6 separate regions of the Mus musculus genome follow, and regions 2, 3, 4, 5 and 6 are each linked to region 1. The links are chromatin contacts, called in public ChIA-PET, Hi-C, HiChIP or PLAC-seq and promoter capture Hi-C maps. All regions are on one chromosome and are shown on one strand. The core of a region is the stretch at or near the end of the contact, and the rest is flanking DNA. Distances in the headings are between cores, read along the strand shown.

Region 1 (3,873 bases), core at 536-3,035:
GGCTCCTGGCTGACGTCACCTCTCCATCCCCCATCAGTTTTCCCTGCATCTATTTTCGAACCAGAATTGGTGTTCAAACAAGAAGCCAATTTCCCAGATTCCGTTTTTAAGCTCGAGTTTGTATTTTCGTCTGTTTTCCGACCAGAGTCACTGTCCTCGATGGTTTTCCACCCAGCTTCAGTTTTCTCTGTGTCAATTTTCCAAATGGGGTTAATTTTCCAACTGGGCTCTGCTTTCCCTGCGTCGATTCTCCCATCTTCGGTCTCTGAGAGCTCAGAGGTAGCAAGATCCTGTTCCCCACTGTCTTCCTCTTCCTCCAAGCCTGGGGAAGGTAGGTCCTGGCAGGTGGTCAGGGCGTTGCAGTTCGAGTCCAGGTCAGGTCCAGGTGGAGAAGATATTCCAGAGCAAGAATCAGGAGAGCAACAGAAACTGTCTGGAGAGCAGGTGCTAGGGCCCGCTGGAGCCAGAGGAGAGCCCAGCTCCAAGGTGCTAGGCTGAGGGTTTGCATCCTCATTACCAGGCAGGTCTCGCGAGTAGACTGACACTGGAGACTCATCAGGGCTAAGGTCTGAGCAGGAGCTGAGAGAGGAAGAGCATCCTGGATCTGAAGGGGAAACAGCCTCTTCCTCCTGGGAAGGGTCCTGCTGATTTTCTATGCTGGACCCGTGCTCCTGGCAGCATCTACAGGGCACAGCTGGACTGTTGGAGTTGGCATCCACAAGGGTCCCGCTGCAGGGCCCCCTGCTTTCCTTGCCCCCGGTGTCTCCCGGGGGCGGGGGTGTGCTCAGAGGCCCCTCTCGTAGTTCAGGACGGCGGGACAAGTGCAGGCCTAGGGAGACATGCTGGAGATGGATGTGATTGAGGTTGCAGAGTAAAGCCCGCTGAGGGGACAGCATGGTGCCGAGGGAGGACGACGTATGGCTTTCAGAGAACCAAGAGGATCCAGCGTCTCACATCCACCTACCTGACAGTGTAGATGCAGACCTAGAAAACAGGGGTGGTTGAAACCTAGATCACGGGTAAGGGCACTGGAGGTGACTGAGGACTAGAACAGGCCTGGGAAGGATCTGGCTGCTTTGGGAGATATTTAAATGAGATTCAAATCACCACGGACAGGCCATTAGTTCCCACTGCAGTATTTGCAGGTGGAGCTGAACATAACCTCCAGGGAACGGAGAAAGGAGGGTCATCAGAGAATGCAGTTGTACTCTGATCTTTGTGGGGCTGCGAAGCTTGAAAAAAGAGTGGGGCCCAGAATATGGGGGTGCGATGCTTGAAAAAGAATAGGGCCCAGAATACACCGATTCTTCCTAATCAAGCTCTGTCCTCCAGCCTAACCCTGGGAGGAAGGGGACCCCGCCCGGATGCTCTAGTGAGGTGGATGGTGGGGAACAAGACGAAGGGTTTGGTTTGTTAACGCAGGAGAGGGGTCTGGGCTGGAGCAAGGGGAAGCATTCTGCTGTCAGCTCTGCATCTGTCCCAGTCCCTGTTCAGCTCTAGCCTTCCTCCTGTGTCCTCACCCACCGCAACGCCAAGATTTGTCCATTCACTCTGTGTCGTCTCCCATCACCCAGCCATCGCCCGTTTCTTTATTCTTTTAACTGCTCCTCTCCTGTGCTATCAATCCATCCATCCATCCATGCATCTATCCATCCATCCATCCGCACCCTCAGACCGAGCCCTCCTCACCGCAGTCCTCCTGGAATCGCTCCGGCCTTGGGCTCGTCTGCGTCCCCGCCCAGCAGGGAACAGAGCGGAGGGGAGGGGCACCGGCAAAACCCACTGTGGCTGCGCAGCCGCACCCCTTCACGCATGGGCGTGGCATAGCTCAGGACCGCCCCTCAACCCCCACGCAACACTTGACGTTGTGCCTATGTCACCCATCTACAAAGCAGACGCTTTGGGTCTCAAGGAATGCTTTTGCCAACCTGGATTCCAAGCTGCCCTCTCCCACCCCTGCATTCTGGATAAAGCTGAACTCCTGACTGCCACAAGAATAAAACCACAGGATGTTGAACAATAATTTATTGAGACCCCCTCCCTCCCAGCCTCTCCAATTCCGGGGTCACTTTCTCCGTTTGTAGATCTTGTTTGCAAGTTCCATGAAGATGGATGGGGGCAGGGGCGCAGAGCACTGCTCTATGAGACTCTTGAGGCGGTTGTAACTGTCTTCCTCATACTTGAAGAAAGCAGACTGCAGATCCAGCGCCTCATACAGTGCTTTCACCCGAGCCACTTTTTCTGGGTCCTTCTGCCCATAATTCTCCTGGAAGCACGAAAACAGCTTTACTTGGCTGGGTCCAAAGGCCCTCACAACTCATTCATTCACTCCAGACACTGGCAAAACTCTCCTCTCTGGGGATCCAAGATACCAAGCATTGCCTCCCGAGCCCAAAGTTCAGGTATTGGCTCTGGATTCTACTTCCTCTAGGGTTTCCCAGCCTTGACACGGCTGAGTTATTGGGCAGCATGCGTTGTCTGGCACTATCCAAAACCTTCCCGGTTCTGCCTGCTAGCCACCTTCAGCACAAACATCAAACTGCACTTAGTTGCCCAATGTCTCCTGGACAGCAAAATCACCCTGCTTTCCTAACCACCCCTCCTCCATCCCCTTAGCAAAGGGACATGCCACTCCCAGGCCCCACTCGAGCACCTCTAAGATCTGGCGCTGTTGAGGAGAGGCTCGTAGCAGACACTGAACCACCAGCCAGCTGCATTTGTTGTCCTGGATGTCAGTGCCGACCTTTCCCGTCACACTGGGGTCTCCAAAGAGATCAAGGTAGTCGTCCTAGGCAGCAGGCATAAAGGAGAGATGAGGAGGTCCCCAGGCCGGGAAAGAGAAAATATGCACTCTGGGCTGCAGGACCTGCCTACCTGGACCTGGAAGAACTCGCCCATCTCCATCAGGATCTTCAGGGCATTGGCGTGTTCCTTCTCCCCATCAATGCCTGCCTGTAGGAGACAGGGTAGGCAGCATGACCACACATCTTCCCCTGGGAGCTGCAGCCATTACGGTTCCACTTTCAACTTCAACTTCTTACAAAATGAAACGAAGACCTGACCCATAAACCACCTCCACACCTAGTCTCCTGCCTCAGCCTCAATTTCGCTCTGCCGCCCCCCCTCCGCCCCCCGCCAGATGTACCATCCACAGGCCTCAACTCTGCCCACTTTCCAGTATCAGAGGGACAGAGGGCTTGCCCGAGGTCACACCGTCACACAGTAAATGCCCTCCTGTCCCAGCGTCCCCGAAAGAAAACAGTGGAAGTGCCACCAACTCACCATGTACATGGCGGCCGCAATAGGCAGGTAGAAAGAGTAGAAAGCCGTCTTGTACTTGACAATCGATTTGTACCTGAGTCAGGGGAGAAGATGCATTCATGGGGACACAGCCCATCTTTAGTCTCTGTCTACACATGATTGCTAGTGGCCTCACCTCTTTTCAGTGTATCTACCAAGATCCACATGGCCCTGGGGTGCTGTCATGAGGTCTAGAGTCTGCCCGATCTCTGTCTGATAGGAACTCTAGGGAAGAAAATAACACACGGGCTCTGAGCCAGGCTTTCTCCGGGACCAGGAAATGCTTGCATCCCAAGCAGCTGACAACTAGGCAGGCAGGCAGGAGGGAAGAGAGCAGCTCCGTGCATGCTCACAATCACATGACAGCCTTCTTCACTTGCCATTGCACACTTCCCAGTCTAGCACAGCAGAGCACGTGCCACAGAGGCTAGAGCTACAGGAGACAGGTGTGGGTCCCCAGCCCCACTGCAATGCACCTGCAGAAAGAGCTCCAGCAGGTTCAGGTAGTAGGGCTGCTCCCTGCAGTAGAACTTCAGCAAACGATAGATGGAGGCTTCCAGAAGCAGAGCGTCG
Region 2 (4,004 bases), core at 1,012-3,511, 770 kb after region 1:
TGGTAGCATAAAGTACCCTATCCTACCGTGCTAAAAACAATTAAGCGCAGCAGGGTGTCCTAACCACTCACTGGTGAGCCTGCCAGCTGGGGCTTGTCCTCCGAGCTCCAAAAGATTGAGCTTTTTGTCCTTTTCTTCCTGATAAAGGTATTTTCTTGTTATCTTTATTCCTTTGAATTGATTCTGTCTGGGGGGGGGGTGTTTCTTCTGGTGAACCCTCAAGATGCTGTGAACATCTATAGCATCTAGAGAGCTGTCCACTTTTTCTCCTTTAGCAAAACTTATTTGTAAAAAAACTGCTTTCTTTGTTCCAGAGTATGGACTTAGACAGGGACCCCTGAGAACGGAAGGCATCTGTAATCCATCCAGCTGTCCAGGAGGTCCAAGAGTCCAAAACTAACCTTGGCAATAGAGCAAGGGTGTCTCCAAAAAGAATACAGGAAGGCAAAGGGCATTTCTACTTCCTGTAATAGCATAGCAGATTCTGTCCAGATGTATTCTAATCACTGTCTGAGGGGGCGCTGGCCAGTAGGATGTGCTGAGGAGGCAGAGACAGGAGGAGTTGAATTAGAGGTTACTCTTGGGTTACACCTTGGGCCAAAGAAATGGCTCAGAGGTGGAAAATGCTGCACTTGTAGAAGACCCTGGTTAGTTCCAGTATCCACATGCTGTCCAGGTCTAGGGGATCTGGCGCCCTCTTCTGGCTTCTGAGGGTACTGGGCAGGAACATGGTACACATACAAGCAAAACATTCATGCACATAAACTTTTTAAAAACCTGAATGAAGGAATAGAAACAATGGAGGAAGTCTAGTGAGTATGCACAAAAGCAAGTGGTGGTAAAGAAACAGGTGTCCCTTCCGGTTACTGAGAATGCTTTAATAGGCATCTGTAAGAACAGCCTGTATTGTTGGCCGTTTAGAGTCTGCGTCTGTGGTGCTGGAGTTCAGTCACTGGTCTCTGCCACAGGAAGGGGAGCTGGGCAGAGAACCAGTAGGGAAAGCTGGCTCTTCTCAACACAGGTCCTACCTTAATAGTCCTTGTTTGGTGTTTAGATTATTTACCAGTGTTGCCCCTGTTGGATAGGTCTTAATGTTTAATTCAAGAACAACTGTAAGTCATTCTTTGCTTACTAGATGAGTCTGTTAACATTTTCGTTAGGAGCTAATGACTTATTTTTCCTGGCCTCAGTCAAGAAGCCAGTGCATCTAGATTCATGCCCCCTGTACATGCTTCTGAAACTTAGGATTTCATTGCTCCCTTCCTGGGACCAGACAGCCATTGGTCGTCTTTCTGTCTTCTGTAGCCAGCACCCATTTAACCGTAAACTCCCTTGGGATCAATCTTTTGTCTTCTCTTTGCCACCTACATCCCACTAACTTGGCCTTGAAGAAACTTGACCTGTAAGAGCCTTCCCTGTAATTTAGCTTCCCGGCTTCATGGACCCTATGCAATGAAAGATGGTGTTCTACTGCCATCTACTGGGACAAGAAAAAAACTGCAGTTGAGAAACAAGGGTGCATTTAGGGTAGTTTGTCTCAAGGATTTTTGATACAGTCCATAAATCAAAATAAACGATGACACAGCAGTTGCCATCTTGAAATGTGCCCTTTACTGTAGAAAGGGTGTTTTGACTCCTAGTCTTCCCCTGGACCTAGGCTGGGTCATGTTGTTCACAATTTTAATTCTATTTTTGAAGACTGCTCTGTCAACAGATCATTGAGGCAGGAATCATTCTGTTAAGCTCTTAGCTGTTCCAAATGCTGTCAGGAGGATTTTACATTTAAAATATCAACTGATACGTCATTTTAACTTTTTAAAATATTTAAAAGGTTGTAATGCAGGTGCCTTGGCAATTGTTATTATAATGGAATCTTATAAATTGTTGGCTCTCTTCACCGGTCAGCGTAGCTGTGTGCCTTCCGGAAGATGGTTTACCCTGAAGTGTTACTTTCAATAAATGCTTTGCCAGGAAAACAGTCATTTGCTTTGTTCAGTTAGTTGCTGTTTTGGTTGGTTGGTTGGTCGGTCCATCAGTCTGTCCGTCGGTCGTGGGTCTGTCTGCTGGTTTTGTTGTGTTGTGGAGCTGGGTTGCATGTGCCAGGGTTTTGCCACTGAGCTGTACCCCGCTCAGTGAATTGGTCCCATTCATCCTGACAATCGCCTCCCTTCATGAAAAGTACTTCCTGTGCAGACACCTACTGGAGTGTTCTGTGAAACTGCTGATGCCAGAGTGTTCCAACGCAACGAACAGCCAGCAGCTGAGCCTCCCCCTCACTTCTCCCTCTACAGCCCTGCCACTCTGTATCCCTGGAGAATACAGAGCAGTGTGGTTCTCCTCTGTGGCTTAGTCTTCCCCAGCATGTCCTTTGTTCTCCTCCTTTGAGCATCACAATTAGATTCATGTGAATGGGTGTGAGAGAGTGTATGTGTGTGTGTGTATGTGTGTATTAGTGTATATGTGTAGGTGTGTGTGTATGTGTATGTGTCTGTATGTGTCTGTGTGTGTGTGTTTGTGAGTATGAGTGTGTGTTTTTGTATGTATGTGTGTATGTGTGTGTGAGTGTCTGTGTGTGTGTATATGTGTGTATGTGTGTCTATGTGTGAGTGTATGTATGTGTATGTATATATGTGAGTTTGTATATATGTGTATTAATGTGTATATATGTGGGTGAGTGTGTGAATATATGTTTATGTGTGTGTGCCTGTGTGTATATGTATGTGTCTGTGAGTATATGTATGTATGATTGTGTATGTATGTTTCTGTGTGTGTGAATGTATGTATGTGTATGAATTTTACTTATATAACTGTTGTCCTGGAACTTGCTTTTAGACCAGGCTGGCCATGAACTCAGAGTTACCCCCGTCTCTGCCTCTCCACAGTTGGGGTTAAAGTGCCTCCAGCACTCCCGGCTTTTTTTCCAATTTTTAGTGATGTGAAGAGGGGTGGTTGGTATGTGCACCTTTCTGCAGAGACCAGAGGCATCCAGTCCCTTGGAGCAAGGGCTACAAGCAGTAGTTAGCACATGGACGTGTATGTGCCCTTAACTGGTGAGCCTCTCTCCAGCCCTGGTTATTTTTATTTGTGTGGATGTGTGCAGTGTCTGCAGATGAAGGAGAGGGTTCTGGATCCCCAGATGTGGTACTGGGAGTGGAGTTGGTCCTCTTCACCACTGAGCCATCTAGCATCTGGTCTTACTGAGCATAGCTACGATTTGCCACCAGGTGCTGTAAGTACCTATCAGTTTTCTGAATTCGTGTGTAAGGAAAGAGGATGTTTACATGCAGCAATGCTCCTTCTGCCCCATCTGGGGAGTCAGAGTAATGCTTTTTTAGAATTCAGACTGAACATATTTGTAAGAGCCCAGGTTCAGGTCCTGAGTGTTGGATTCCTGCACTGTGAAGGGGCGAAGGTGTAAGGAGCCTCCTTTTTCAAATAAGGATCTCAATGCTCAGCTGATCAATGTGTCCTGGGTTAGTCACATGGGAAGCAACGGGCAGACCAGGTCTGCCTCAAATCCAGGTGTTTGCTTGTCAGTGTTGGTGTTGAGACAGGGTGGTGGTGGTGTTTATTTGGTTTTTGTTTTTTAATGTAGTCCAAGCCTCTACAAACTTAAGGTCCCCCTGCCTCTACCATCCTAGTCCTGGGATAGCCAGTGTGTGCCACCATGCCAAGCCACACCTCTACTTTCCCTTCCAGGTCATCTACTCCACCTGCAGAACCCTTCATGTCTGCAGAACAGGGTCAGTAAGGTGAGGTCCAGGGGATGCTCAGGCTTAGAGCACGGCTGCTTGGGCAGACTTCCCTTCCCAGCACGTATGTGGCTCACAGCAGTTCCACAGGAGCCACACCTCTATGGGCTCTGTGGTCATACATTCAAGCAAGCACTCATACACTAAAATCAGAATAAATACTGAGTTTTGAAAACACACCTCTACTCCCTTATATTTTGGTTGTGAGCCTAGCCTTTAGCAGCTGAGCCATCTCTCTAGCCCACACCACTC
Region 3 (4,076 bases), core at 883-3,382, 680 kb before region 1:
CAAGAATCTGAACTATAGAAGGGCCAAAGGGATTGAAGCAGAGACTAAGACCTGCACAGGTTGACTCAAAAGGACGGACTTGGGAGGTAAGACTAAGATGACGCAGCCTGACGAAGGCAGAAACCGTGAAGACAGAGTAAGAGGAGATCTGGACAGGCAGATCTGCACTCAGACATGAATTCTCACCACGACCAATTACCTGAACCTGCAGAGTGGGTAGGGAGTTTCTATGGCTCATACATAAAACTACTCTTTCTGTGTAGTACTGTTTCCTGAATGCCAACCAGCTTTGCTATTTCTGAGCCTGGAGGTAGAGCCCCAGGCCTCCCAGCAGCTCCATCACTGAGCCCTACCTACCACTGAGTCCCATCGCCCTCACCTCCTTGCCTTTCTTTAGTTTAAAATGCCAGCAACTGAGGCACAATTGATGTTCGCTCTTTCCTTGGGCTTAACATAACTATATAAATCACACCCTGCCTAGAGCATCCCAGGCCATAGCACTGGATCAGGATATGGTAAGACCTTAGCCCCTCAGCCTCATGGGACCCACTCCTCTGTAACAAGCTGCTGGCTGCACTGTGTCCTGGTGGGAGACCTGGCTTCTCTCTGAATAGTACTAACTGGCCTTTACCCTGGGCTCCACTAATACCACCAACCCAGTCTCTTCTGGCAGGTTCAAATGTCACAAGACACAGAAAAGGAATCCCTTGCTTGCTGCAGCTAAAGAGAAAGACTGTTTCAGAAGGTCCAGGAGACTGCCAGGACCAAAAAAAAAAAGATTTCGCTTTTGGAGAGACAAGGCAGGGGAGTGCAGATAGCAGGGCCATGTGCGACTGCATCTTTATATTGTGAAACCTAAGATTGGCACTTCTGGCAGTTGGGCCTTAGCCAGGCCAACGAAAAGGACAGCAGGGCAAGAATTTGAGGTCCACCTGAAGCCAGCATGTCCAGTCTTCCTCTAGTCACTGTGGAAGTCACTAGAGCTCTGCTGGCTGGAGCGGGAAGGCATGGGAGGTGGCGAGCACTGAGCCTATAGTCTTTTTTTTTTGAGACAAGGTTTCTCTGTAGCCCTGGCTGTCCTGGAACTCACTCTGTAGACCAGGCTGGCCTCAAATTCAGAAATCCGCCTGCCTCTCCCTCCCAAGTGCTGGGGTTAAAGGCTTGCGCCACCACTGCCCGGCTAACATTCCTTTTTTTAAAATGTTAATTTGATTCGGTCATGTTTATGTCTAGGTATTTTGCCTGCACGTATGTATTTGCACCATGTACATGCTTAATGCCCACCAGAATAGTGTCAGATCCCCTGGAAGTGGAGTTACAAGTGGGTGTGAACCACCATGTAGGTGCGCTGCAAGATCTGCAAGATCAACGAGTGCTCTTACCACTGAGCCCAGGACATTCCTGGTTATGAGGCCTGGCACACCAGCCTGTAAGGACAGCCACTCATTTCTGAGTTCGAGACCAGCTTGGTCTACAGAGTGAGTTCCAGGACAGCCAGGGCTACAGAGAAATCCTTTCTCAAAAAAAAAAAAAAAAAAAGACTGCAAGCTCAGTGCTTGCCACCTCCCGCGCGCTCCAGCCAGCAGAGCTCTGCGCTCATCTGGCGCCCTGGCGCGTTAGGTCTACGTAAGCAGATGACCTCTGGGGAAGGACGTCGGCTGCCCTAAGGCTGCCGCGGGCCCCAGGCTGCTGCCTTGCGGGACGGTGGAGAAGACAGCAACTGCAATCCGACCTTCCCTCTACTCCTCCGCAAACCGCGGCGAGAGGTTTCAGGGGAGCAGCCCTGCTCCACCGCGGCGGGTCGCCCACGTGACTGCGCCAAGCGTATCTCGCGGGACTTACGATCCTGCGACAGACCTCCCGCCACCTCTCCCCATTGGTCGCCACCTACCTCCTGTCGGCGACTAGCTTCTGGAGGAAAGTGTCTACTATGGCGTCCAGGAGTTTCACCCTGGGGATGGTCGCGTCCCCTGGCACAGCTTCCGGAGAGGAGCCCTCAGGCCCCCTTTCCGCAGCCTCGCTATCTCGGCTCACCTCAGCCATGTTGAAATTGAACCGCCAAAATAAACTGGCCCTGCAGCTCCTCCCAACAGGACCTCCGATTGGAGGCCGCGGAATGCCCGTCACGGAGCCGGATGGGGCGGGGCAGTGGCCGAGGACGAGGAATTAGTTCTCAGCTCCGGGGGGAGGGAGGGGGGGAAGGGCAGAAAACAAAACCCAAAAGCCAGAGTTTAGGGGCTCAATAAAAACTTTTAATTACATTTCAAAGATCTCATACAGTGCAACAGTGAATATTCGCAGCTAATCTCCTCGAGTCCATTTCTAGCTAATGCTGAATGTGCATTCTTTCCCATGTGCCTCTATCCAGCCCTCCTGTCTTGCCGAGTTTCTAATTTGTGTGTTGACCAATGGGTCAACATTTCTAGCTGTTTTGGTCTCCAGTTTTGGAAAAATGGCCGCCCACTGGCTCATCTTCACCAAGGCCAATCCCAGACCCTGACCTTGGGAGAGTAGGAGTTCCGACACGGGGGTGCCTTTTACCTTTATATCCAAGGTCCTTTCAAACACAAGGGGAAAGAAGGAAAGGGAGATAGGACAAGAAAGGGAGAGGCTTAAACACCGGACAAGAAAAGTCGGGAAGGAGTAACCTAAGGTATGAAAGGTGGGAGGAACCTATGTCCACACTCTGCCCCGTTAGGAAAGACCAAAGAGCAGAGCTGTCCAATCACAAAGGTCTTGATAGTGAAAGCCTGAGAGGGGCCCTTGCTCCACTGTATTGATAGGTCTTAAGGTAGAGGTGAGGAGCGAAAGGATTTAAAATGATCTGTGGGCTTCACCCTTCAGATGACTATGGGCAAGATTGAAGGGCTCTCTCAATAAAGTGCAGGAAGTGGGGCCTGGCGGCGTCCTGTAAACCTGGAACTTAGGAGGTGGAGGAAGATGAAGAGTTCTAGGCTACCCTCTGCTACATAATGAATTCAAACCCAGCCTGGGATATATGAGACCCTGTCTCAAAAAACAAACCAAAATGCTGAGACATTAGTAGAGGGCTCAGAAGGAAACAAATACAGACTACAGCGAGTAGTAGGAGGTGTGTGTGTGGAGACTGGGTCAAGTCAGGATGGAAGAATGTGGAGCAGCCGTGAGAAACATGAAGGCTTCAGTTAGCACCTTCCAATTTGGCACCATGGCATTTCCCAAGCATCTCCCAGGCTGAAGAGCAAGATCTGCCTGCTTTCTTCCCTCCCATTCCTGGATGTGCCTCTCTGCCACCAACACAGGCTCAGTAGAGGCAGGGAAGAGGGACGCTCCTGAGGAAAGCATCAATGGTTTTGGCAGTAAGAGGCTGGTAACCAGGTGGACCTGGCCTTGGGTGCCTTCCTGACTGTATTTTTTTTTTTTTTCTGTTGCCAGCACAGGGTACCATGACTGGGATGATACTTCACAACCAAGGACAAGAAAAAAAAGGATAGTTCATATTCCAGAGTCCCACTGTGAGACACCTGTTGCTATTCATCTGGGTGGCAGGTGTGCCTGTGGCACTGCTGCCTCGGGCTCAGAACCTCCGTTGTACCTCCAGGGCTTGGCTCAGCTGGCCTGAGGAGATAAGAGTGAGGAACACACATCCAAGCCAGTGGCTCTTTCCCAACCTGGCTTCAGGGCAAAGTTCCAAGGACAGTGTTCTCTAGTAAGTCTGACCCACTTATAACTATGCCCCTCTACTGTAGTCACCTGGGCCAATGAAGGCCAGCAGCTCATGCGGTTCCCGGGCCTGAGGGACAGGGAAGGGGGATAAAGAATTGGGATCTGTGTCACAGTTTTCCACTTCTCCAAGGAGTGGGGTCTGACAGCAGACTGAGCTATGAGGGTGAGTTGGCTCATTCACAGATGTTCAGCTACACATAGGAAGCCTTAGCATTCCTCCCTCCTAGTAACTCCCCTAGAAGATGAACGCCCTGCAGAGTGTGTGCTGCTCCGATTTGTCCCCCCAAAGGCAGGACAAAGCAGTGAACAACTCAGGTCCCAAATTTAAAATAAGCAGGCATAAAAAAATAAATAGACCCCAGGCAGCTACT
Region 4 (3,624 bases), core at 1,055-3,554, 510 kb before region 1:
ACAAAACAAAACAAAACAAAAAACAAAACAAAAAAAAATAGAATCTCTTCTTTGTATTTTTTCAGGAGTAATTTGTAATCCACAATAAGGCAAAATTCTTTTCTTTTCTTTTTTCTTTCTTTTTTTTTGGAAAGGAAGAAAGGAAAAAAAGAAGAAGAGTTTAGATACTTGAAAGGCATAGGCAGGTAGATCTTTGTATATTTGAGGCCAGCCTGGTCTCCAGGGCAAGTTCCAGACAGCCAAGGCTACACAGAAAAACCAAAAATAAGAAGTTTGGGTCTTCAAAGAAAAAGATCACCATTCCAACTGAAGAGTCTGGACAAAGCACACTTTATTCTGTTTGGTTTGTGTCTTAGTTAGGGTTTTACTGCTGTGACCAGACACGATGACCAAGGCAAGTCTTATAAAAAAACAACATTTAATTGGGGCTGGCTTACAGGTTCAGAGGTTCAGTCCATTATCATCAAGGTGGGAGCATGGCAGTATCCAGGCAGGCCTGGCACAGGAGGAGCTGAGAGTTCTATGTCTTCATCCAAAGGCTTCGAGTGGAAGACTGACTTCCAGGGAACTAGGGTGAGGATCTTATACCCACACCCACAGTGACACACCCATTCCAACCAGGTCATACCTATTCCAACAAGGCCACACCTTCAGATGGTGCCACTCCCTGGTCCAAGGATATACAAACCATCACAGTTTGGTTTTTGTTTTTTTGAGAGACAGGGCTTCACCCTGTATTCTTGACCAAGAGACCGAGCTCAAAAGAGCGAACACGTGGAAGCAGGAAGTGCAATTGGATTTTTTCCTAGCTCAGGTGATAGCTGTCTTTTCTGACCTCCTCGAGCACTGGGCATACACATGGTGCACATATGTACATGCAGGCAAAACACTCAAACACATAATAATAAAGTATTCTAAAAAAAAAGTAAATAGTTGTAAGAAGTCAATCAAGCCAGGCAGCCATGGCGCACACCTTTAATCCCAGCACCAGAAGGCAGAAGCAAGTGGATCTCAGAGTTCAAGACCAGCCTGATCTACATAGAGTTCAGGTATATAAAGAACCCCCTCCCCACAAAAAATGGGGGGTAGGTCAATCAAAGGGTTAGGCATTGTTAGCATTTTGTTTAAGCTCCACCCCACAGTTACCTGGCAACAGCCAGGTGTGCCTGACTCACTATAAAAGGGGCTGCTTGCCCCTCCTCTCTCTCTCTCTTTCTCTCTCTCTCTGTCTCTGTCTCTCTCTTTCTCTCTCTCTCTCTCCACTCTTTCTTTCCATGAGCTGATGGCCAGCCTCTACTTCTCCCTCTCTCTCTCTCTCTCCTAACTCTCAGCTCCTCTTCCCATGCCCTGAATAAACTATTCTATACTATACTGTCCTGTGGCTAGTCCCTGGGGGTGGGGGGAAGGGATGCCTCAGCATGAGCCCGCGGTGGCATTCCCTAACCCCACACCTTACCACACATCCACCAAACACATTTCCTCTCCTTATCTTTTTATAAACACAACAGGCATGGTGACACATGCCTTTAATCCTAGTTTCACTTAGACAATAGAAGCCAAGGGATCTCTTGTGAGTTCTAGGCCAGTCTCAAAAAAAGAAGAAAAAAAAGAAGCATAGGGTGTCTGTCCCAGGAGAGCCAGGCGCAGTGGGAGAAGGTTCTCTCATCACCCCACCAGCATCTATAGTAGTGCCAGAGCACAGAGCAGGTGCAGAGTAAACCCATCCTGGATGTAAGAGTGCTACAGAAGGGATGTGGAAGAACTCTCCTGCACATGTGCTATAAGCATGTTTACATGTTCATGTGTTTATGCACATGTGTGTGTGCACATGTAGAGTTCAGAGGAGAACTTGTCGGTGCCCTATTAAATGGGTCCAAGGATTCAAACTCAGGTGGGCAGGCATGGTGGCAAGTGCCTTTACCTGCCGAGGGGTCTCTCTGGCCCTGTTTACTAGTTGTCTGAAGTCTCTATAAAGTGCTAATTACATAAGGCAGTGACTAGCAGCTTGGAAATCTAAGAATTCAAGGAAAGGCTATATCAGCTACTTCAGCCTTAAAACAAAGTCGGCGACTCTTTGAACTTTGAAATTGTGCCTATGCAGCTTATTTCGTTTTAGTTTAAACAGAGGGGTTTTCCATGGGGTAAGCATTAATGAGAAGAAATTGGAGGACACACAGGAAAGAGTCAAGGACTCTAGGTAACTCAACTCCTTTGGGGTATCAGCCGCCATAAAGGGGAAGGTGGGGCTTGTTTCAGAACTACAACATCCATAAGGCACAGGAAGGGACATCAGGGTTTCCGGTCAGATCCGTTTCCGGTCTTTCGGAGGCTGACGTTGTTTTCCGGTTGTCTGTGGCCCAGGGAGGCGTTTGGGGTGCTCACGGTGAGTCTGGGAGACGCAAGAGCGCTGGGGTCCCCGCTGACCCCGCCTGGCCGGCAGCGCGGTACACACTGCTGTGGCTTGGGCTCGCGGCTGCGGACCTGGCGGCGGGGCTGGAGTGTGGCGCCGCACAGGCTGCCTGGCTGGCAGTGTTTCCCATGCTTGGGTCGATTGCTCACTTTGCTTTTTTCCAAAGATGAGGCTGCTGGCGGTTGTGGTGTTGGCTCTGTTAGCCGTCAGTCAAGCAGAAGAAGGAGCCAGGCTTTTGGCCTCCAAATCATTGCTCAACAGATACGCTGTGGAAGGGAGGGACCTGACCCTGCAGTATAACATCTACAACGTCGGCTCCAGGTAACGGCCTAGAGTTCGCCAGCTTCCTTCTGAATTCCGAGTTTCCACGTGGGCATAGAGAACGTTTTGTTGGGGAGTGAATTCTCTTTTGGAGTCCTCCAGTATCGAGTGCAGTGTGTGAGTGAGTGAATGAATGAATGAATGAATATACTAGAGGGCTTACCTTTGTCGGGTGCTTTTTGAAGGTGAAGACATCCTTAGGTGAATTACAAGAAACCACTTTGGGGTCTCAGAAGGCTTTCAAAGGCAGGGATAAATTCAGCTTGTGAAAAAGGAAATGCAGACACAGAGTGTACATCTGTCCTCTTACCTCGGGTGCGGACTCCCAGCTTTCTTCTTTCACTTACAATCACTTTTTTTGTTGTTTGTTGTTTTTCAAGGCCGAGTTTCTTAACTGGCTGTCGAAGAGTCCACTCTTAGACCAGGCTGGCCTCAAACTCACAGACATCTGTCTGTCTCTCACACTGCTTCCCGAGTGCTGGGATTAAAGGCATGGGCCACCACTGCTGGCTCCTATGAGCACTTTTTTGTTGTTCTTTCCTTTTATATATTTTTCCATTTATATCTTACTTCCCCTGTCTAGAATTAGAGCAAGATTACCTTTGGCAATTCACTTCTGAGCAACAGAATCCAGGCCTTGATCTGGATTCTTCAAAACAGGCCCAACTTACTATGGGGGTTTCTTTTGACCAGCAGGTGGATTTTCCAGTCAGTTCCCTTAGTTTTATGTCCCTCACTCTTATTTACTATATGTAAGTACACTATAGCTGTCTTCAGACACTCCAGAAGAGGGCATCAGATTTCATTACAGATGGTTGTGAGCTACCATGTGGTTGCTGGGATTTGAACTCAGGACCTTCGGCAGAGCAGTCGGAGCTCTTAACTGCTGAGCC
Region 5 (4,029 bases), core at 745-3,244, 640 kb after region 1:
GTATGAGACCCTGTCTCAAAAACAAAACAAAACCAAAAGCTGGTTGTGGCTATCAACATCTGTAGAACATCTCTCAGGGTCGGTATAGCTAGGTGATACATCATTCTTTTGTCTCCTGAAAGCCTCCCAGATTATTTGAGCAAGTTAGACTGCTGGGGAAGGCCCTGTGAGTTTAGAAAATGAATGTTTCGGGGCTGGAGAGATGGCTCAGTGGTTAAGAGCACTGACTGCTCTTTCAGAGATCTTGAGTTCAATTCCCACCAACTACATGGTGGCTCACAACATCTGTAATGGAATCTGGTGCCCTCTTCTGGGGTGTCTGAAGATAGCTACAGTGTATTCCTATACATAAAATAAATAAATCTTCCTGGCCTGCAAGCGCCAAGGGGGAGGTTGTGATACCTTATTTTAGACACAACTGAGTTAGTTATTTGGGTGGTGACTAAGGAGTAGCCCTCTGAATTGGAACCTGGCAGGAGGCTCCCAAGCTCCTAGGGAAGTAAGCTGCTTGTGACAGGACTGTCACCTGTTTGTTCCCAAGGCCCTCCAGTTGAGGGGAAAACCTGGAAAAGGTAAACAGCCCCAGGTTGCAGTGGAGGTGCCACCTAGTGAGGCTGGGAGAGTTAGGACAGTTATCAAGGGAGCGAGACAAAGTTTAGGAATGAGACTGTCTGCGGGTCCTCAGTGGATCATTAGCCCCCAGAACATTCCTTCCATTTAGAATGCCTTGGACTTGAACCTGTCTTGTGCAATACATGATTGACCTTGGTTTTGCTTGGTTTGGGACAGGAGGTCTTCTTTCAGTATTGTTACATTGTTTCCCATCTGCTGCATTTGGCTGTGGTTTTTACTTCAATTGCTGTGTAATATCCTAAGGTGGGAACATCTGCTTATTTTAGTTTGATTGCTTTCAGTGTTGTGTAGCTTATCCTGCTAAATGCATATAATGGTTAAACCATGGGGTGTGTTTCTAAGTAATGACTTCCTGCAGTGACTGGGGTTGCTCCTTCTTGGTCCTCCTATGTGCTAGTTAATGGTGCCACACTGGTGAGTGGACAAGAACACCTACTCACTGTGACCTTTCCTGAGTTTCCCTGATGGCACAAGATTGAGCTCTTTTCCTGTGTTGATTGCCATTTTTTATCCCCCCCCCCCCAAGTTTCTGTTCCGCAAATTGTTTTACTTAGAGTGCACTATTATCCACTCACCTATGACTGTCTGGGACTCACTGTGCAGGGGATATAGGCGAGAACAGCCCTGCCCACTGGAGTGCCCCCGGGAGCACTGAAGGCAGGCAGCTATACCAAACAGGGAGGACATGATTGGGAGTGACTTTTGAGCCATCCATCTTGCCCAGACTGCTACATGCTGGGGCTTCTACTTACACTGTGTGTGCTGCTGGGTGCTGACGTTGTAGCATACACTAGATGCCCAGACTGCCATATGCTGGCCTACTTGCACCATGTGCTGGGTGCTGACACTGGTACAAACGCATCAGGTACCCAGGGATATGGAAGTGGAATTCCTCTGAAGTCTCAAAAACAAAACAAGGAAAGGGGGAGGAACATTCTAGGCTAAAGAACAGAATACGTGAAGGTAAAGAATTTTATCTACAAAAAGATAGGAAGTTTGGAGCAGCCAACAGGGGGAATGAAGGACAGGCTAGTGGGGACAGGGCATTGGCCAATGGTCACTCTAGGAGTGGACAGACTTGTAAATCTCGCAAGCAGTAGGGATTAAACACGGAAAAGGAACTTCCTCACAGGGCGGAGAGGGCGCTGTTGAGTGAAGCTTTCCAAAATACCGTGAACAAAAATAAGCTTGTCAGTGAAGTAAATAGCTCCCAAGCTCTCAGAGAACGTATATAGTGCCCTGCTAGTGGAGGTGGAGTGGTGAGGAAGGCGGTGGGCGTGGACTACGGCGGCCCAGCCCTTATGGTGGGCAGGATGCTGCTGCTCGGCTACCGGGAGCAAACCCCTCCCTCCTCTTGGCCCAACAGTTGGGCGGGGAAGCCTTTTCAAGGAAACGAAAGTGAACTCTGGGGAGCCAGCCATCTTACGGCCACAGGTGCGGGCCTTGCCGGCACTATGTCTCAAGGGTTCAGGGGACCCACAGGTAAGCCCGCGGGGTCTGCACCCTCATATCTGGCTCGCGTAGTGTGAATTACGAGGGTCACGTTCTCCTTCTCAAGCCGAACTGCCAGCCCTTCTGGGGATTTCTGTTCAGTTAGTTCTTGTAGCTTTGAGCAGTCTCAGGAAGGAGGCTGGTCAGAAGATAGACCAGCGTCTAAGCCAGACAAGGACCCAGGCCGGGGCAGACACCCCTTCTCTTTCTGCTAAGACCCCTGATGCCTTGCTGAGCCGCTATAGCCCAACATGAGCAACTTTTCTCATGATCCTCTTTGCTTTTTCAACTTCCTGAGAAATTTAAATTATCTCAACTAACCAGCAGGGGGAAGTCTTTTGCTTTATGGCCAAGAAGGGTGTCTTTCTGTAGCGCACTGGGTAAGCTTCGTGGAATTCTACTTAGCACTAAAATGAACTTGTGATGTCGTACATGAGCCCCAGCTGCAACGTTCTGAACAGAAAAACCCAGATTCCGAGGATTCATGCTGTGCACAGCACTGGATCTGTCATTCTGGAAAGCAGCGGGGATGGAAACTGACCCTGTGGTGGGATTAGGACTGTTCCTTGCCTTGGTTTGACCATGCTGGTTTGTTTGCTTTTGAGGCAGTTTCTACTTGTCTTGTGTTGCCTTGATTGCCCTTGAGCAAGCCACCAGTCTTTTCTCCCTAGAGCTGGAATTGCAGGCATGTCCCACCCAGGTTTATCCTTCAAAATTTTAAAAAGCTATATGGGATGTACCAATAGCCTCACACTTGATAAGCAAATGCTCTACTACTGTGTGTGTGTGTGTGTGTGTGTGTGTGTGTTGTAATTTGGGGGGTATGATGGTACTCATGAGGCAGAGGCAGGTATTTCTGAGTCCCAGGCCAGCCAAAGCTGTGTAGATGGCCTCAAAAACACAAACCAAAAAAACCCTACTCCAACAACCAACTTTTAATGTTGCAGATGTACAGGCACACTTGTACTTCTTTCTACGACAAAGGACAGCCTCGGAACTGGGCCCTCAGGCTTCCAGGAATTTTTCTTCTTGGTCCCCTATACCCTCAAGTGTCTCACAATTACTGATTTTTATACCACACTGTGTTTTGTTTTGTTTTTCTTGGGTTCTGGAGATTCAGATTCAGGTCCTTAAGATTGTGTGGCAAACGCTTTACTCACTGAGTCATCTCCCCAGCTCTTAATGGTGTGTGTGTGTGTGTGTGTGTGTGTGTGTGTGTGTCTACCTTCCCTCAAAATATTGCAGGCATCTGACTTGAAGGAAAGCACTTTTTACATATACTACAGTATGCACCTATGGATCATAGATGGTAAAGACAAAGGACTTATCTGTTGGTCCTAGAGATGGAAGGCAGGATTAGAATGGTGTTTGAAGAGCCATGTTTGATATTATATGTTAGGATGGTAAGATTGCCAGTCACGACAGAAGGCTGTGGCCCAGCTCCTGTAGCCTTCAGGCGAGTCAGGAAGGCTGTGAGCCACGTCAGAGATAGCACTACATGTTCTGTTTCCTTCTCTGGTCCTACCTCCCCGAAATAACTGAGTAAATTCCTTAGTTTCATTTCTTCTGTGCCTATTCTAGTGTTTGTGCATATATGAACTCACTCTCTCTCTCTCTCTCTCTCTCTCTCTCTCTCTCCCTTCTCTTCCCCCCCCCCCCAAACCAGGTTTTTTCTTTTCAACAGAAGAAAGCTTAACTTACATGTACTCTACCATTTACACTTTTCACATATACAAATTTTTTGTAGTAAAAATGCAAATGTATCCAACACAGATGTTCAGAAATTGTGACTAATGTTCCACAGTGTGAGGCTGTTATAACTTATTCAACTACTTTGTAGCTACGCACATATATTTCCCAGATTTTGTCTGAAAATAGCCATTTAAATCAAGAATGTAGTTAGGG
Region 6 (3,484 bases), core at 764-3,263, 870 kb after region 1:
ATGAGGGAACTGAGAATTTACAGAAGCCAGAGCCTATAGGGAAAGGGCCTAGAAGAGACCAGATATAACAAGTGAGACGTAGCTCTCAAGGTATCCACCTGAGGAACAATGGCTGTCCCGTGTGCCGTCCTAGTGGCAATGACAGCTGCTGCCGGTACTAGAAAGCAGAATGTGCCCTAGTGGGTTGGGTGGAGAGCTAGGAACCAGGAAACACCTGGCAGAGCATCAGGAAGCAGGGTGGCCATGTTCCACCCTTCTAGAAAGCTCCTAATGTCCCCACCCCTACTTTCATTACTGGGGCTTCCATTATCACCTCCTCCCCAGGAGGGTTCTCATCAGACACATGGCCACCACTTCCTGCAGACAGTCCTCAAACCATTTCCTCTCAATCTTGTCCAGCCACCCTCTGGGGCCATCAGAGAGGTCTTCCCAGTCCTGCTAAGGGGTCACCATTCTCTCTCACCCCGAGTCTACTCCAGTCAGAATGACACTAAGAACAGGCTCAAGAGAGCCTCTGCTTCCTCCCACCCTCTCATGTACTTTCTCCTAAAAAGGTGTAAGTCCAGGCCACAGGAAACTCCTCTTCCTTCAGATGGAAAGCCTTGCCCCTCCTTAGTTCCCTTGCCTCTAGCCTGTCAGTCCCAAGAGATACTAATTGCCTGTCTGCCCAATCTCTGTAATTACTGACTGTGGTCCTAGCCCAGCCATCCTCTCCCGCTCTCCCTTCACTAATGTGCACTCCCTCCTTGACCTCAGAGCAGACAGTCCTGAGGGGCACTAAGTCCTTTTCACTCCTGACTCTCCACAACTGTGGCAAGCAACAGTGGCTGCCCCCTTGGCTCTGGAAGAAAAACCTCATGAACAATTTGGCGATGCCAAACCCTCTTCCAGGGCCCCAGCCAGGGTCTCCACCCAATCTAGAGCATGAGTCACGGGGAGGGTGGAGTGTGGAACCAGACGCTAAAGGAGAGGATGCAGGGTGGGCATTGCTGGCTCCTACCCAGCCCCACTCGAGTGGGAGGCTATCAAGCATCGTTAGCCCTAACATCTGGGTCTTCCTTCTTGGAAAGAGTTAACAGTGGAGCAAGCTGACCATCAAGCGTCAAGTCTGGATACAGATCAGGAAAGTACTTTTACCTCTAGGACCCTGGGGAGACTGAGAACAACTTTGGCCCCAATCCTCGAGAGGGGTGCAGTAACAAGGTCCCCCTCTCAGGATATCCTGGTTTTCTAAACCGACTAGGCCCACCAGCCACGTCGCCTTGCCCCGTCACCCTACCCCAGCCCCCTCTGCAGCCACATCTGGGATAAAAATAGCCAGCCATGGGAAAGAGGCAGCGCTCCACGAAGGAAAAAAGACTCCTCCTCTGGGTCTGGCCTCCGCTCCTTTCCAACCAAGAGCCTTTTCAGGGGAAGCTAGCAGATAGACGAGACAGGAGAAAACAATAATACCGGAGGCCACCTTCCTTCCCTCTCCAAGGACAGTATCCAGGACCCACCACACAGCTCTGAGCTCCCAAAGCTAACATCCCTGGCACCCTTGGTTTTCCTGGGGCACAGAGAGACCTCCACCTTCCCGGGACAAATCCTATCAGCCCCAAACTCCCTCTCTAGGCACCTAAAGGCTGGCACCAGGTTACTCCTCACACCCCAGCTCCGCACGCCCCTTCGGGGCCCCATTTTCCCAGCTTGCGCACAGCTACCGGTTCTCTCCATCCTGGTAGCCCTTCTCTCCAGCCTCCCACAGCCGCTCCCCGTGGCACCGCTGCCCGCGCCTCCCAGAGCCGACCCTCCCGGTCCACACCCCCGGCCCCACGGTGGCAGCGCCTTACCTTAGCGCTCCGCGCGCGGCGCTCGGCCCGGCGGCCCCGTCCGGCCCATGCCGGGGGCTGGGGCGGGGGCGCTCGGCTCCGCTGCCCGCAGGCTCCCGCCCCCCCACAGCAGCCCGGCTCTCCTGACCCCCCCGGGGCCCCGGCCCGCTACTTTGTGTCAGTTTCGGCCGCGGGGCGGAAGTGACGGCTGCGGCCACGGGCGGGGGGCGGGAGGGGCTTTGGGGAGGTGAGGGGCGCGGCGTGCGCCATCTTGGTGCGTAGGGAAGGGGGGGGTCCCAAGCTCCAGCCGGGACACGCACACAATCGGCGAGGCTGGAGGACGCTGGGATGCTGCTGCTTTATTTTGGAAGCCAGAAACCGAGCGAATGCTGCTTTCTCTGCCAGAAACCATCTTCGGGGAGGAGCCTGATGCGGGAGTAGTGATGAAGAAGCCCCGTAGCACACTTCTCTCTAGCCCAAGTCTCTGCTGTGCTTCCCTCCTCGCCCTGGCTCATCTCAAGGCCTTTCACTTCCTGAAAAGGCACAGCTATGCATTGACTGGGAGTTGTGCCTCAGTTTCTCCACTTGGTTCTCCTGACGATAAGTAGTTGACTTTGCCCCTTACCACATTCCCTTGGGTGGTATATTACGCGCGCGGACACACACACCTCGAAGAACTATCTGAGGTCGTTGGCGCTCCTGTCAGGCCAAAGGTAGGAAACGTAGAGATTTCCCGAGCTGGCAGCCAGAAGACAGGAAGATAGCTCCGAGGCAGAGCCCTTGCCTAGGCCCTAAATCAAATCCCTAATGCCACAAAGTACGAGTGGTTTTGTTGTGTTGTTGTTGTTGTTTTGAGTCAGTGGGAGGGGATGTCTCACTATGTAGCTCTGAAAGGCCTGAAATTCTCAGAGACCCTAGGCGTGCTCCATCACTTCCGAGTCAAACTTAAACTGGGTTTTGTTTGTTAAAAAGATTCACTCTTAAACCGGGCGTGGTGGCGCATGCCTTTGGTCCCAGCGTGCGCCTTCGATCCCAGCACTCCGAGGCAGAGGCAGGCGGATTTCTGAATTGGAGGCCAGCCTGGTCTACAAAAAGTTCCAGGACAGCCAGAGCTATACAGAGAAACCCTGTCTCGAAAAACCATTAAAAAAAAAAAAGATTCACTCTTGTTAGGTGTGTTGAGTAACACGCTGAAGTCAAAGCCGTTATGGTCTGCATAGAAGATTTCAGTACTCCATAGGGAGACCTCGTCTTAAGACGAAAAAGTGAAGAAGGGAGAGTAGAGGAAACCAAGCTTCTCTCGAGAAGCTCCCAGGCCCTACCCCTCAAAGGATCCTAGGATCCCTCCACCCACCCGATTCTAGAAACCTTCCCAAAGCCAGCGTGCACACCCTCTGGCGGCTCCTTTAAGGAACTGCGTGCCTGGAAGCTCCCAGGGTAGAAGACCAGTCTGGAGTCCTTCAGGAGTGGTAAACAGAAGTGTCCTAGTCTGGCATAGTAATACAAAGAATATCTGTCTTGCGTGCTGGCCAGCTCATGGTGCTCTTGCAGAGTGGGATAAGATTGGTCCTTGTCACAGCTTACACTCCAGCTGAGCTAGAGTAACCAAGTCTGAAGCCTTGAGTTGAGATGCCATCACCTTTGGAAATGGTTCTAAATCCTCAGGATGGTGC

The links. Promoter capture Hi-C pulls out the DNA fragments that hold promoters and counts their contacts. Hi-C and Micro-C count contacts between places; a contact is called where the count stands out from the background. ChIA-PET counts read pairs in DNA pulled down with a chosen protein or histone mark. HiChIP or PLAC-seq counts read pairs in DNA pulled down with a chosen protein or histone mark.
Region 2: a Hi-C map of cortical neurons shows a contact between it and region 1. The contact joins the enhancer-like site here to the promoter of Rusc1 in region 1. A contact is called at or near these places in 2 of 39 promoter capture datasets (embryonic stem cells and hippocampal neurons), 2 of 484 Hi-C or Micro-C datasets (both in cortical neurons), 5 of 115 datasets of contacts at active chromatin or transcription factors (embryonic forebrain, embryonic hindbrain, forebrain and 2 more) and 2 of 9 other capture datasets (adipose tissue and liver).
Region 3: a promoter capture Hi-C map of pre-B cells shows a contact between it and region 1, with 2.2 times the contacts expected there. The contact joins the promoter of Pmf1 here to the promoter of Rusc1 in region 1. A contact is called at or near these places in 3 of 39 promoter capture datasets (liver and pre-B cells) and 2 of 9 other capture datasets (liver and pancreatic islet).
Region 4: an H3K4me3 HiChIP or PLAC-seq map of pro-B cells shows a contact between it and region 1, with 4 times the contacts expected there. The contact joins the promoter of Ssr2 here to the promoter of Rusc1 in region 1. A contact is called at or near these places in 4 of 39 promoter capture datasets (hippocampal neurons, liver, maxillary cranial neural crest and 1 more), 1 of 484 Hi-C or Micro-C datasets (embryonic stem cells), 3 of 115 datasets of contacts at active chromatin or transcription factors (astrocytes, microglia and pro-B cells) and 3 of 9 other capture datasets (liver, macrophages and pancreatic islet).
Region 5: a promoter capture Hi-C map of neutrophils shows a contact between it and region 1, with 3 times the contacts expected there. The contact joins the promoter of Adar here to the promoter of Rusc1 in region 1. A contact is called at or near these places in 2 of 39 promoter capture datasets (neutrophils and pre-B cells), 2 of 115 datasets of contacts at active chromatin or transcription factors (memory CD8 T cells and pancreatic cancer cells) and 1 of 9 other capture datasets (pancreatic islet).
Region 6: an RNA polymerase II ChIA-PET map of memory CD8 T cells shows a contact between it and region 1, with 13 read pairs. The contact joins the promoter of Atp8b2 here to the promoter of Rusc1 in region 1. A contact is called at or near these places in 3 of 39 promoter capture datasets (cranial neural crest, hippocampal neurons and pre-B cells), 1 of 484 Hi-C or Micro-C datasets (cortical neurons), 3 of 115 datasets of contacts at active chromatin or transcription factors (astrocytes, embryonic forebrain and memory CD8 T cells) and 1 of 9 other capture datasets (liver).

Annotation. Positions count from the first base shown.
Region 1 is chr3:89,091,578-89,095,450 of GRCm38.p6, forward strand. It overlaps Rusc1 (RUN and SH3 domain containing 1), which reads right to left and starts at 1,786. Exons shown (of 11, transcript NM_028188.2): 1 at 1,690-1,786; 2 at 1-984. The coding sequence starts at 896. It overlaps Fdps (farnesyl diphosphate synthetase), which reads right to left. Exons shown (of 10, transcript NM_134469.4): 5 at 3,777-3,873; 6 at 3,437-3,525; 7 at 3,283-3,355; 8 at 2,875-2,952; 9 at 2,654-2,788; 10 at 2,011-2,266. The coding sequence ends at 2,066.
Region 2 is chr3:89,856,865-89,860,868 of GRCm38.p6, forward strand. It overlaps She (src homology 2 domain-containing transforming protein E), which reads left to right. Exons shown (of 6, transcript NM_172530.3): 6 at 1-1,982. Among named protein-coding and RNA genes, the nearest start is that of Gm46811, 13 kb to the right of the region's middle. Within about 2 kb of position 2,262, at least 45 of the 459 cell types and tissues checked have an H3K27ac peak or open chromatin away from gene starts, as enhancers often do. A contact at or near this core is called in cortical neurons and hippocampal neurons, where this site is marked.
Region 3 is chr3:88,408,265-88,412,340 of GRCm38.p6, forward strand. Pmf1 (polyamine-modulated factor 1) reads right to left here and starts at 2,133. Exons shown (of 5, transcript NM_025928.4): 1 at 1,892-2,133. The coding sequence starts at 2,043. Slc25a44 (solute carrier family 25, member 44) reads right to left here. Exons shown (of 4, transcript NM_178696.5): 4 at 2,230-4,076.
Region 4 is chr3:88,577,304-88,580,927 of GRCm38.p6, forward strand. Ssr2 (signal sequence receptor, beta) reads left to right here and starts at 2,305. Exons shown (of 6, transcript NM_001356317.1): 1 at 2,305-2,383; 2 at 2,577-2,731. The coding sequence starts at 2,577.
Region 5 is chr3:89,728,724-89,732,752 of GRCm38.p6, forward strand. Adar (adenosine deaminase, RNA-specific) reads left to right here and starts at 1,995. Exons shown (of 15, transcript NM_001146296.1): 1 at 1,995-2,115. The coding sequence starts at 2,088.
Region 6 is chr3:89,961,325-89,964,808 of GRCm38.p6, forward strand. It overlaps Atp8b2 (ATPase, class I, type 8B, member 2), which reads right to left and starts at 2,014. Exons shown (of 28, transcript NM_001081182.3): 1 at 1,833-2,014. It also overlaps the pseudogene Aqp10-ps.